Linked DNA regions of Podarcis muralis: region 1 is linked to region 2. The links are chromatin contacts, called in public Hi-C maps. All regions are on one chromosome and are shown on one strand. Each heading gives the region's core, a stretch centred on a gene start, on an enhancer-like site or on the middle of the called end of the contact. The rest is flanking DNA. Distances are from core to core; before and after follow the strand shown.

Region 1 (5,934 bases), core at 1,352-3,851, 400 kb before region 2:
CCATTTTTCTATTTCAGAAACTACCTCCTCACTCCCAAACACTGAAACTGCTTTCTAAACTCCCCCAAACAAAGAAAAGACTATTTGAGAATTTGACCAATAAGGTCAAAATATATTATCACAGTGGTCTGAAATAGTAGACAAATGAAAAACCTTCTTACCCAAAACAGGGTGGACATTTCAATGCAGAAGTTGGTCAGAGACAGACCTATAACATAGTCTTCTGTGCTACCTGTACAGTAGCAAACATGTCTCCAAATTTCAACCACTTACTATTTACTTACCACACTCCTCACCCTGTACAATTGTCTTTCATGTTGTTTTGGGGACAAAGGAAAAATCACCTCCAAAATCCAACTGAACAATGAGCATTTTGTTACCCCCATATACTGTAACATGCCAGAGGGGGAAAATACACGAATAAAAGCATAAGCAACATCAGTGCACGATGAAGGGCCACAATGTCCCCTCCAGCCATTACACTGCTCCAGAGGGTGGAGCAGGCAAGGTCCATAGACAACTGCTCCATTCAACGGCAATGCATCCTTACACAGATTGTACATACCTGAAGCAGGGGTTTATCCTGCATCCACATGCAATAGAACAGTCCTTTCCATATTTTCAGCCATTCTTCCTGGCTAAAGGTACCTGGAGCAACAGAAGTAAAAGGAGGCAAGTTTCTCCAGTCTGTCCTACAAAAAGCCCCTAACCCCTAGAGATAACGGGAGCCTATTTGCCCATGAAGAGCGGCGCCTCCCCTTCAACCGTACCATGACTCCACACTCGCTTATCACACCGACCCTCAGTAGTTCACACGGTACCTGAGAAGCAGAGCCCAGTTGCAAGCACCTCACGTCCCGGCACCCACGTGCCCGCTCAACCCCACGCCCGCCTTTCCCTCCTCAGTCCTGTCGCTGCTTCGGGCGGCTGTTCTTCTGCCCCACGCGCTGCCCTCTCCGCCGCTCCAGCAACCCGGGGCGCCCGGCTGCTCTGCCCCACCAGCGCCACGTGCTTCCCCCGCATCCCTTCCCCGCTCTTACTCGCCGGGCTCCGAGTCCGGAGAGCGAGGTAGCCGCGCAGCTTCTTCAGCGCCCGGTCCCGAACTCGCTTCTCGTTGGCGGCCAGCCTCTGTGCGAACTGAACCTCCGGAGGCTGCGCGGCGGCGGCGGGAGCCATGACACCCCCACCAGCCCTGCTCGCCGGAGAGAGAGAGAAAGGTAACGCGCCGCCCTACGTGGGCCGAGCCCGGGCAGCCTCCCGGACGCCTGGGGATGACGTCACAGCCGCTGCTCCGTCGCATACCCACAGGCGCAGAACGCCGCGAGCCAGCCAATTCGGCCGCTGGAGAGAAAGAGGCGGGGCATAGTGGAGGGGACAAGGCGGCGCGTGGCGCTCGAGGCAGCGAGTGGCGCAGCGTGCTACCCTACCCAGTCAAATAGGGCGTTTAATATGCCCTCCTCTTTATACCCAAGTTGCGAACGAGAATACGATCAAGTTAAAAATACACGGTCAACAAAGAGGGGAAATATAATCCAATATCAAAAAAGCATGCTATGGGACCTACTCCCAGGTAACAGCACATCGATACACAGAAATCTCCTCCATTGAGTTCGATGAGGCTTTACCCCAGGTCAGAACTAGAGCCCCAGCGGGTGTAGGGTTGCAACCTTATTCCCACCGAAGTCATGGTTTTACCTTTGCGAAAAGACTGAGGGCGTTTTAGTTCAAGGCGAGTAAATAGGGGTGACGTGACAGGTGCAATCAACGCCACACTCGAATCAGCCACTGCAATGCTGGCATCCGTCTGTTTCGAGGGACAATCTGGACTGGAGTATGCTTCCGGGCGTGAAGTCAAACCGCTACTTTAGCAGCACAGAAGTGACCTCTCCGGGGAGCAAGTCCGGGCAGTGTGCATAGAGGCCCTGGGCTGCCCAGGCGACAAGACCCCCCCCCTCTCGGCCTCACTGATGGTCCAAAGGAAAGCAGAGCAATGCTTTATATGAGAGCTGGGGCTGGTCGTAAAGGCAGCTAGCTGTTCGATTTTTGTTGGCAAAGGATAATGTCACAGATGCGGATCTTCACTCAAATACTACAAAAGAAACAAAAATTATTTTATTGCTAACCTATACAGAACCGATTTCATGTAAATTGCATCACCCTACATTGCAGGGGGTTGGGCTAGATGACCCTTGGGTACCTTCCAACTCTACACTTCTATGATTCCTCTTAACAGACTGTGCGCGCATCGCGAGGAATCTCAATTTTATCCCCTGCTTCACATTCCCGTGCCATTCCCCCCCCCCCCGTCTTCTCTCAGGCTTGAGTTCACCCTTCCACCAAACGGAGCTCGCCGCTGATAAAGGAGGAGCGAAGGGTTTCTTCAAAATTAATCTCTATGGTTTTTTGCGCGAGCTTCCAACGTTAAGTATGGAGTCTCCGCCACAGAGGTGCGAAAGGTGTAGAGCGGACACCATCGAGAATTTGGACTCGGGGCGGCTTCCGAATTCGGAACGGAAGTTCCGAGGTGCGTGACCCCACCCACTTCCTCCCACCCTCCTCCTATCACGCGTTGGGAGGGTTAGCTGGGCGGGGCCAGAAGGGACTCCTATTTCGCTCGCTCGCTCGTTCGCTTGCTTCGCGGCTGGCTGGCGTTGCTATGAAGCGCGCGAGCCGAGGCAGCGCGTGCTGCCCGCGGGAGGGCGAGCAGGTAGCGCGAGGGCTCGGCCCAGGAGGACGAAGGAAGCGCCTCGGCCTGCTCTCGTTCCGTTAGGATCCGGCGCTGAGCGCGGGGATGAGGGACGAGCCCCTCTTCGCCCTCCTCACAGCAGCCTCTGAGGCACCTTCGTCCCCTGTCCTGTTCCCGCCTCTACCCCACAAAACACACCGGGGGACGTTGGGATAGCCGCGCGCTCTCAAGCTTAAATGATACGATGGTTGAGGGGATAAAAAAAAGGGAGAAGGGCAGTTGTGGGTGCAGCCTCCAGCTCCTTATAAAGGGCGACCTTGGCCCAAACATGGAGTCAGATACGCCCTTCTGCTCTTTCCCCTCTCTTCCCCTGTCTGTGTCACAGACAACAGAGGCCAGCAGGCCTAGCAGTTAACAGAACTGGGGCTAGTGGGAGTTGTAGTCCTGACAACTTTTGGAGGGTCAAAAGTTATCGAAAACTTTATGACTGGAACATTTTCCTTGGTGCGTGGTGGCTTTGGAGTCATGGAGTGAAATGTGAGGCATCCGGATTCTTTTGCTAGTGCTTACGATGGTGCCTTCAATTTGTCATTCAGAACTGAGAAATAGTTGTTTACAACACCCCTGTAATGTAGGCTTCTGGACTTGGAAACTTAGGTTGGATTGTAGTTGGGGGGAGGGTGAAGAAATTTCAGGGGTCTTAAAAGCTGAAAACAGTTCTAGAATGTGGCCAACATGTCATATACGGTAAATAGTAAGTGCAGAGAAAAAGATAATGAGTTTTTGTTTCTGTTACAGAAAGTGGAGACGCAAGGGGAATTTGTTAAAGTCAGAAAGAGAGCTTTGGAGAGGCTGACTACTGAAGTGATGCAGCTACATGACATTTTGCCCAAAATACTGAATTATGATATCTTGGAGAACTTGCAGAAATTGGATGCTGTTGAAACAAGTGAGTTCTTAGGTTCTGTCATTAATGCTATAAAATCATTAATGCCATAAAAGCAGCTTCAAGCGAACAACTTAAGTTTGTGGTGGTGGTGGTGAATATTCTTGAAGTAACTGGAAGTTGAATAATCGAGGTCCAAGTTAGATAGGACATAGAAATGTTTAACTCATTCTTGACCTAAAGAAAATACTTGTGGTTGGGTGAGAAGAGGATTTCAAAATGTCAGAGAGATAAGGGAATGCCCAATCCTTTCCTTGTCTGATGCTCCTCTGTTGCAAATCTTCCCTGGGGAAAAACAGCTTTGGGAGGGAATAGTGATTTGGAGTGGAGAAATGGTTGGCAGGAAAAGGGTTAAGCACCCGCCTTTTCACTGCTTCTCTCCAGCACCTTCTTTACATATTTCTCATGGCAGAATCTGAGCTTTTTCACTTAGCCACATTTTATATTGCTACTGATTAGTGGTTACATGTGCATTATAGTAAAGTGGTACCTCAGTTTACAGATGCTTCAGATTACAGACTCCGCTAACCCAGAAATAGTACCTCGGGTTAAGAACTTTGCTTCAGGATGAGAACAGAAATTGTGCGGTGGCGGCGCAGCAACAGCGGGAGGCCCCATTAGCTAAAGTGGTACCTCAGACTAAGAACAGTTTCAGGTTAAGAACGGACCTCCAGAATGAATTAAGTTCTTAACCCGAGGTACCACTGTATTTGAGAATTTTTGTTCTTCTTTTTATTGTTTTACTTGAGCCCTCCATTTTTTACAGTTGTGGAAAGGAAAGATATTGAAGTGGAGCAATTAAGAATGGATTGTGAACACTATAAAGCCCGTTTAGAAGCAGCCCAAGCAGATTGTATGAAAGAAAGAAAGGTAGGTAGATTATTAGCTGAAACCCACTTTTTTTACATACATAATTGTGCTATACCTCTAACAAGGGCAATCGTAAACATGCCTACTCAGAGGTAAGTTCAGTGGGACTTAACTCCAGCTAAGTGTAGGAAGAAGTGCAATGTCCATACGTGTTGAGACAGTCGGGGGGGCATGCTTTACTGCACTGGCAACCCCCTCTTTTTGTAGAAGCTTCCTGCAAAAAGAGGTATGAAAGAAGGTTCATTCTGTCTTATGGTAGCCTGTTACATCCTACAAGTTGCTTGGGGAGTTTCTGAGCCCTACTGCAAAGACCTAGCCGAGGTATAAGAAAAAACAAAAGAGAAGCTTTGGATTAATCTTTCCAGAGTTCTGTGGATTTAGAATTTCCCAAAATCTTGTGTAATATTCTCAGTAAACAAGGGATAACATTAGCATCTATGCCATTCATCACGTGGAAAAGATTCCAGGGAGAAATTATGGAGAATTGCTTTTTAATGCCAATGAAGCTAAATAATTGTATTAGGAAAACAAGGAAGGCAACAGTCTCGCATACAGATGTACAAATAAAACCAGCAGAGACTATCTAACTTAGCCAGTTACCTGCTTGAGTATTTTCTTGGATTTCAGAGCATGTTCAGAGTTCCTGGTAAAACAGAGGTTCTGAGAGAGAGAGCGAGCATCTTTGACTCTTGCTTAGGTGTTTCCCAGAATATAAAAAACTGAAATGAAAGTTTCACATATTTATGGGAATCGGAGACTAAGAAAAGTTGGCCTCCTTCCCATGATGGGTTATTGCTTGGTTCTGTCATGAAACCTCTTCCATCTCTGATGTAATTGTTCTCTGGCCAGCTACAAAATTACTTGGAGGTAAGTTCCACCTTTTAAGCAATTTTACAGCTGTACAGTATATCGAAAAATTTAAAGCTACATTTGGATGCAACATTGTGAAAAATCTTCAATCCTGAGTGTTGGTTCAGAAACAGTTAAGGATATATGGTTCATACTAAGGGTTCCAGATGCTCTAAGTAGCACTGTGGAGGTCCATCAGAACATAGCTGTTTGTAACATATGTCAACTCACATTGAGCTCAGTGAGAGTTCCAAGTAACTATTGATTGCAACTGTTGTTGACATTTTAGACTACAGTCCTCCAGTCACTTTCCTGGTAGTAAACGCCATTGACTTTAGTGGGATTTGCCTCTGTACTTTTCATGTATATTAACCTACAATACAGGACTTTCCTGCTGGTTTGCTGTCTTATCTTCATGCTAGCATATCACAGGAATGATTCAATTACTGTATTTTTCGCTCCATAGGGTGCACCGGACCATAGCACGCACCTAGTTTTTTTTTGGGGGGGGGAGATTTTTTTTTATTCCACCCCCCCCCGCCCCAAAGAGCCAAGACAGCCAGCGGGATCCATCCCACTGGCT
Region 2 (6,345 bases), core at 2,220-4,719:
TGAATCTTAACATTCTGCAGACCATTAAAACTAACAAACTTTTGTTCAATATTGTTACAAAATGTTATGCAAACCATCTTATAACTTGCATAATTAACAAATAAGAAAAGGTACCTTACTTTTTTTGGAGACTTTCTTATCACCCCCTGGTTTGGTGCAGAGAGATACAGCAGGAGGTACACTTCGAAGCCCCCATGCTTGCAACTTAAAAGTCTGTAAAAGAATTTGAAATAAGTAGAAAATCTGTAATAATTAGAAAGACACTTGATTTAATAATGTCATTTATAATTACTCAGGCTACAAAAAGTATAATACACAATGTACACAAATATGACTAAAAATCAGGCATATATGTACAGCAGTTGTGATGAAACAGACCACTCACTCCCTGCAATTCCTTCCAGAGCATAAACTGTGCAAATTAAGAAAACTATGAAATCTGAAATGTTGTCTTAAATAACAAAAGCCTATGCTGCTACATGTATACCCATTTGTACCAACAAGTATTCACATAGAACATGCACAAACTTTTAGAAATATAAAAAGACACCCTTACTCTCAAACAAATATTCTTACTTCAGGTCCTAGCCATATATATCAAATGCTTATGCACCTGTACAAATATACCTAGTTTTTTCCAGCCTCACGTAAAGGGGCATAAGTTTGGTACAAGTAAATGGACTTTACATTCAAATAAGGATTTTGACACAGCTCTGTGCAGATAAAACAGGTACAGTGCAAATAAATGCTTTTTTATTATTATATCTGGAAATGGTTACAGATGCCTTGCAATTAAGAGGAATGTTAAAACTTGGTGCTAGCACACTGAAGTGTGCTTCTTTCTCCTGCTCCAAATACAGAACTGATTGACAAGTGAATGTAATGTACAATTTGGGGTGCGGGTGGGAGAGAATGAAGACAACAACAACAACATACACCTTCTGCATCATTGTAGAATATTACATTAATGTAGGTTCACATCTAATAAAGCCACCATGCCTTTTACCTGGGCCGTAAGGAACTTTATTATTTTACCAGTGAAGAAATTATTGGTAGTCTAAAAGTGGCAAGTGGCACTAAACATACCTGAAGAAATACTCACTGCAGAATTTATAGCCTTATACAACTAGAAGATTTAAAGCCTGCACCACAACAACCTATAGTTTATAGCACCTGTTAAAGAGGAATATGAACACAAGCTAACCATGTCAGTACTTGCACTACTACTTCTATTATTTGGTTTGTTGACTGCTTGTTACTCGAAGGACTCCAAGTGACTTACAATTCTGCTAAAATCACAAATATATTATACCATAAAACAGAGCAACCAACAACCCCATAATAGCCACAGGACGCTTTGGCAGCATACTAATAACAAGCAATATAGTCTTAGTCTGTCAAAAGCCTGGGACAAAAGCTAAGCCTTTGCCTGGTGCCAAAAAGATGTCAATGAAGGCTTCAGTGGGGAGCAAATTCCACAGATACAAAGCCAAAACTGAAAAGGCCCTCTCCTTTGTCATTAGCCTCCCTCAGAAGGGAGAAGAGCCTCAAACAAAGATCTATGGGTCTCTCGTATAGGGAGAGGCATTCCAGAAGATACTGGAGTCCTGAGCAGGAAAGAGCTTTGTATGTCAAAACCATCACTTTGAATTGGGCTTGGAAGCATGCAGGCAGCTAGCAAAGTTGGAACAGACTAGGTGTTATATTATCTGTTCTTACAGACAAATTCATGGCTATGTTCTCTCTCTACTGTCAGAGGCATTATGCCTCTGAATAAAGTTGCTGAACATCACAGATGGGCAGAATGCTGTTGTGTTCATGTCCAACTTGCAGGCTTCCCTCAGGATGCTGGACCATAGCTGCGCCACTGGCCACTGGCTTGATCCAGCAGGCATGTCTTATGTTGCCTCAAATCCATCACCAGTTGGCCAGGCACATTCTGAACTAACTCAAGCTCTTAACATTTTCAAAGGCAGCCCCACATAAAACATATTGCAGCAATCCAGACTTGAGGTTACCAGAGCATAGATTACTGTAGCCAAGTTATCCCTACTAGATAGGTTTGCGAGTAGGCCACTAGCCTAAGCTGATGGAAGGAACTCCATGCGGCGGGGTGTGTGTGTGTGTGTCACAGTGTTGAGTTCATAGTTGGGGGTTCCCTTGAATCTACTGCTGAAGCACAGGTGGTGGTGGGTGGTGGTAAAGTGTCTGCATCTGGCATGAGTCCCCAGACAGAATGTAGGAGGAGATAACAGGCACTCAAATAAGGCTCTTTTGGGTGCAGGTCCCACCAAGCCCCCTTGGGAAGTTTAAGGTTTAAGGTTATAAAAGCAACAGCACATAGTCAGATGATCTATACTAGTTAGGGCTGTTAAACAGCATTAGGTAATGTAGGGTGCACTCTCTTTCTTTAAAAAGTAAGAAATATATTGATTGGTCAAGTCAGGGTCCAGAAAATCCTTCTAGACCTGCATTAATTGCAAAAAATCACAGTAGGCACTATGTGGCCCAGGAGCAATCAGGACTGGTTCATCCAATCCGTGTTCTAGAAAAAAAATGCAAGCACTTGTCCCATGAGCGAGGGCTAGGGTGTCAGCAAAGCAGCCCTCAGTGAGGTAGAACAATACAGCAACCGGCAACAGCAATTATGTGATTTTTCCATATCTCTCCCCAAATTAATGAAAATGTAATCTGCCAAGCATGCTCTAGTCTGACTTACAGTGGTTCTCCTGCTCTCCAAGGCCTCGGGAAAAGTTATTTCCTGGCTTTGCTACCAGAGATCCTTTACCTACACATGCCAGACTGAATTTGAGATCTTTTGGATGCAAATGTTGGGCGTTACCTCTGAGTGACAGCCTCCACCGTTCAATATCAATAAAAATAAATGATAGCATGAAAAGCCAAAATCAAAGAGGCAGCTAAGAGTTTGCCCATTGCCCTGCAGGCTTTGAAGTTACAGCTAAAACCCTACTGCAGGCTTCCTCAACCTCATCCCTCCAGATGCTTTTGGGACTACAATTCCCATCATCCCTGGTCCTGCTAGCTAGGGGTCATGGGAATTGTAGGCCAAAAACATCTGGAGGGCCGAGGCTGGGGAAGCCTGCCCTACTGCCATCTTCTCGGGAGTAAGTCCCACTGAAATCAGCAAAACTTACTGCCAAGGAATAATGCACTGACTCAAGCTGCACAACCCGGAAACGCCAGGTCGAATCCTGACGCACACAAGGTCCGTCCACGGGCACAAACATTATAAACGGCACTGTGGCGACGGAGCGGCCAGCCCGAAAGCGCCTCTCGGATCTTCACCCTCGGTTACCTTGAGCACGGCAGTACGGCCGCAGGAGATTAGCAGAGCCGTCGCCATGTCGGCGTCCCACCCAACCTCGTCCCTGCTGCAACCTCCGCCCAGGAGGAAAAGGTCCCTCCCCTGTCAAGGGTCTTGCTCTGCCCACATTCCCTGCAGTATCCAATGAGCAGCGCTCTCTTGCTGCTGAGTGACGGCAAGGGAGAGGTGGGGATTCCCGTTCCTCAACTGGGGAGGAGGGGCCCTTGCCAAGGAGTCCCGCAGTGACGTCATTTGCCGGCGACGGCTGTGTGGCTTCCCGCACGCGGCTCTGTTGTCAGGCATGGAGGCGGCTGACCCCGCCGGGGTTGCGGGTTCTTCCCCGGAGCTGGCCGTCTGTGGGGACCTGATGGTGGTCACCGGTGGAGCCAAGGTCCTGGCGGCCCTTTACAAAGAGCCTGGGTGAGTGAAACCGGGCCGAGGAGCTCCTGTTCAGCCTCTTCTAGCCTCGCTCTCCCGTCGTCTTGTCTATATATCTGCTGAGACTGCAGCCCTAACAGCATTTACCATTGAACTTACTCTGAGTAGGCACGGTTAAGATTCCGCTGTAAGGCAGCCGCTGTGTGAGAAGGGTTGTGTTTTTCCTTAACGGAGTGTGTAAAGCGGTAACCGGGTGACCCTTTAATTCTGATCAGTTACTTCAAAGCTGCCCTCCTTTTATACTCACAGTGGGTCAGGATCAATAACCGGTGGCAGTGTGCACACAGTTTATCCAGGCAGCTGGTCAGTGTGCATAATGCTGATCAGCTTAGAAAAGTTGAGTGACAACGCTGATCTATATAATTAGAGGAAATAGGCTGCAGTGCTCTTCCGACAAATGAAATGCTGGTCGGATGAAGGGGGTGGACAGCCTTTCTCCATCCTTATAGGTTTAGGATGATTGAATTTACATGTTTTTTCCTGCTAAAAAGGTTCCAAAATAGATAATGCTTTCAGAAGTAAAAGCAATCAGAGTACGCACGTTCTCTGCTTCTTATTTTCTGCACATTTTCTGCTTTGGAGAATGTATTACCCACTGCTCTTCTGAAAATATATGATCACTTGGGTTTCAAGATATTATATAATGAGTTGCTTTATTTTGAGTCAGCTACTCTAGGTAGACAGTGTATTGTTAGTGCTGACAATAGGTCTCCACGCCTATTGTTTTCTAACTTCCCATGGTTACTACCTGATCCCTCTTAATAGACGGATTCTGTAATTGAACTGTGAAATGGGTAAATCCCATTTAACTCAATGGGATATACTTCTGAGTGGAAATGTATAAAGCTGTGCTATAAGGAAGCTCTGTATCAGTCTCTGGCCAATAAATAATGGACCATTTAATTACATTTACTGTATAGAGGTACTGACATCTGTGGTAATAATGCAGAAGTTTGAAAAAAAGAACCATGTAAAAGATACTTTTCATAAAAGATTCTAAAACTTCTCTGTGTTTTCTGCCCTAGTATTTTCCATGTCTATATGTTCCTCTGCAATAAAATGAAACAGAAAACCTCATTAATTTTGAAATTTTACTGTTTAAAAAGGCATGGTAAGTAAGATGAGACACAACTGATACTATGCTTATTGGAAAATACTGACCTGATGTAATTATATAATTTCCAGGAATGAAGATATTTTCATTTATGACTGTTCCACAGCAACAGAGAAACTTCAACAGAATCAAGGGTAAGACTGTTTAAATTTTCCTTAATCTGCAGTAGGAAATCCGCTGCATTCCCATTTATTCAGAAACTCTGTTGAATGGCATTTACATCTCTTAGAGTTGTTGTTTGTAGCTGAAAATAAATGTTGCTGCTACCACCAATGTCACATAAAATACAAAAACAAATTGAGGAATACAAACTACTTATATGCAGTGATGCAGCTAATTGATTCTAAACCTTGGACTCAATAGTCCGGTATGGGATGGGGTTTTAAATGGTCGTGTGTTTTTCTTCAGTTGTGAACTACATAATTTAATATTTCTCCCTTCCACCACCATTCCACACTTTACAAGTGCTTCCACATCCCTGATCAGTTAGAGAAATATACCAAGCAAAAAACTATTTGACTACCCTAATAATAAAAAGTGTGCTGGGCATATGCAGTTTGTCATTTTTAAAACTCGCTTAAATCATAGCACCTACACAGATAAAATGGTGCTTGCTTCTGCTGCCCTGGTGCTCAGTGCATTTACTTGGGAATGAGTACCAGTACTGAAGAAGAGGAGTTTGGATTCAGCTTTATCACTACCCTAAGGAGTCTCAAAGCATCTAACAATCTCCTTTCCCCTCCTCTCCCACAACAAACACTCTGTGAAGTGAGTGAGGCTGAGAGATTTCAGAGAAGTGTGACTGGCCCAAGGTCACCCAGCAATTGCATGTGAGGAGCGGGGACACAAACCTGGTTTCACCAGATTATGAGTCTACCACTCTTAACCACTACACCACACTGTACTGTTCAGCTATTTTAAAGTAAAAATAGTACAGTGAATATCTGCAAACATGTATATTCCTGACTGGCTGCCTCCTAGCCGTAAAATGTTTTTTTTTAAATAAGAAGGAAGGTCTCTTTGCTGCTACCCCATCATCTGCCATTGGGTGGTGGGCTATAGATATCTCTGTTTCGACCATTGTTTATAAGAAAGGATTTGGTGTGTAAAGTTTTTTTTAAAAATCTGATCTTACTGCACACTTGTGGAAGGAAGGATACCCTCTGAAATAATAGAAAACATAATTCCATAAGGTATCCATTTACTTAGTAGTACAGATACTCTAGTCAATAAACGAATGTTGTATTGATCAAGCCTACTAAATAGCAATTCCTGTTCTTAGCAGTCTGAGGTAACTGGGTGCAAAACCTCTAGGTCTTGAATATTTTTTTACTTTCTCATTGTTTTTAGAGATGACGGAAAGTCAGCGGGTGAAGCAAGTAACGATATCCTTGCCTGCACGTTTTCTTCATCAGGAACCTACTTTGCTCTGACTGATGACAACAAACGACTGATCCTTTTTCGTACG

What was found. Hi-C and Micro-C count contacts between places; a contact is called where the count stands out from the background.
Region 1: a contact with region 2 is called in a Hi-C map of blood, with 4 times the contacts expected there. The contact joins the promoter of HSF2BP here to the promoter of NDUFV3 in region 2. A contact is called at or near these places in 2 of 3 Hi-C or Micro-C datasets (blood and tail).

The regions. Positions count from the first base shown.
Region 1 is chr4:57,422,180-57,428,113 of rPodMur119.hap1.1, reverse strand. HSF2BP (heat shock transcription factor 2 binding protein) reads left to right here and starts at 2,601. Exons shown (of 8, transcript XM_028727305.2): 1 at 2,601-2,707; 2 at 3,485-3,635; 3 at 4,399-4,502. The coding sequence starts at 2,657. RRP1B (ribosomal RNA processing 1B) reads right to left here and starts at 1,283. Exons shown (of 16, transcript XM_028727303.2): 1 at 1,041-1,283; 2 at 566-648. The coding sequence starts at 1,176.
Region 2 is chr4:57,025,984-57,032,328 of rPodMur119.hap1.1, reverse strand. NDUFV3 (NADH:ubiquinone oxidoreductase subunit V3) reads right to left here and starts at 3,469. Exons shown (of 4, transcript XM_028727273.2): 1 at 3,317-3,469; 2 at 120-213. The coding sequence starts at 3,364. WDR4 (WDR4 tRNA N7-guanosine methyltransferase non-catalytic subunit) reads left to right here and starts at 3,566. Exons shown (of 11, transcript XM_028727272.2): 1 at 3,566-3,745; 2 at 4,949-5,011; 3 at 6,228-6,345. The coding sequence starts at 3,627.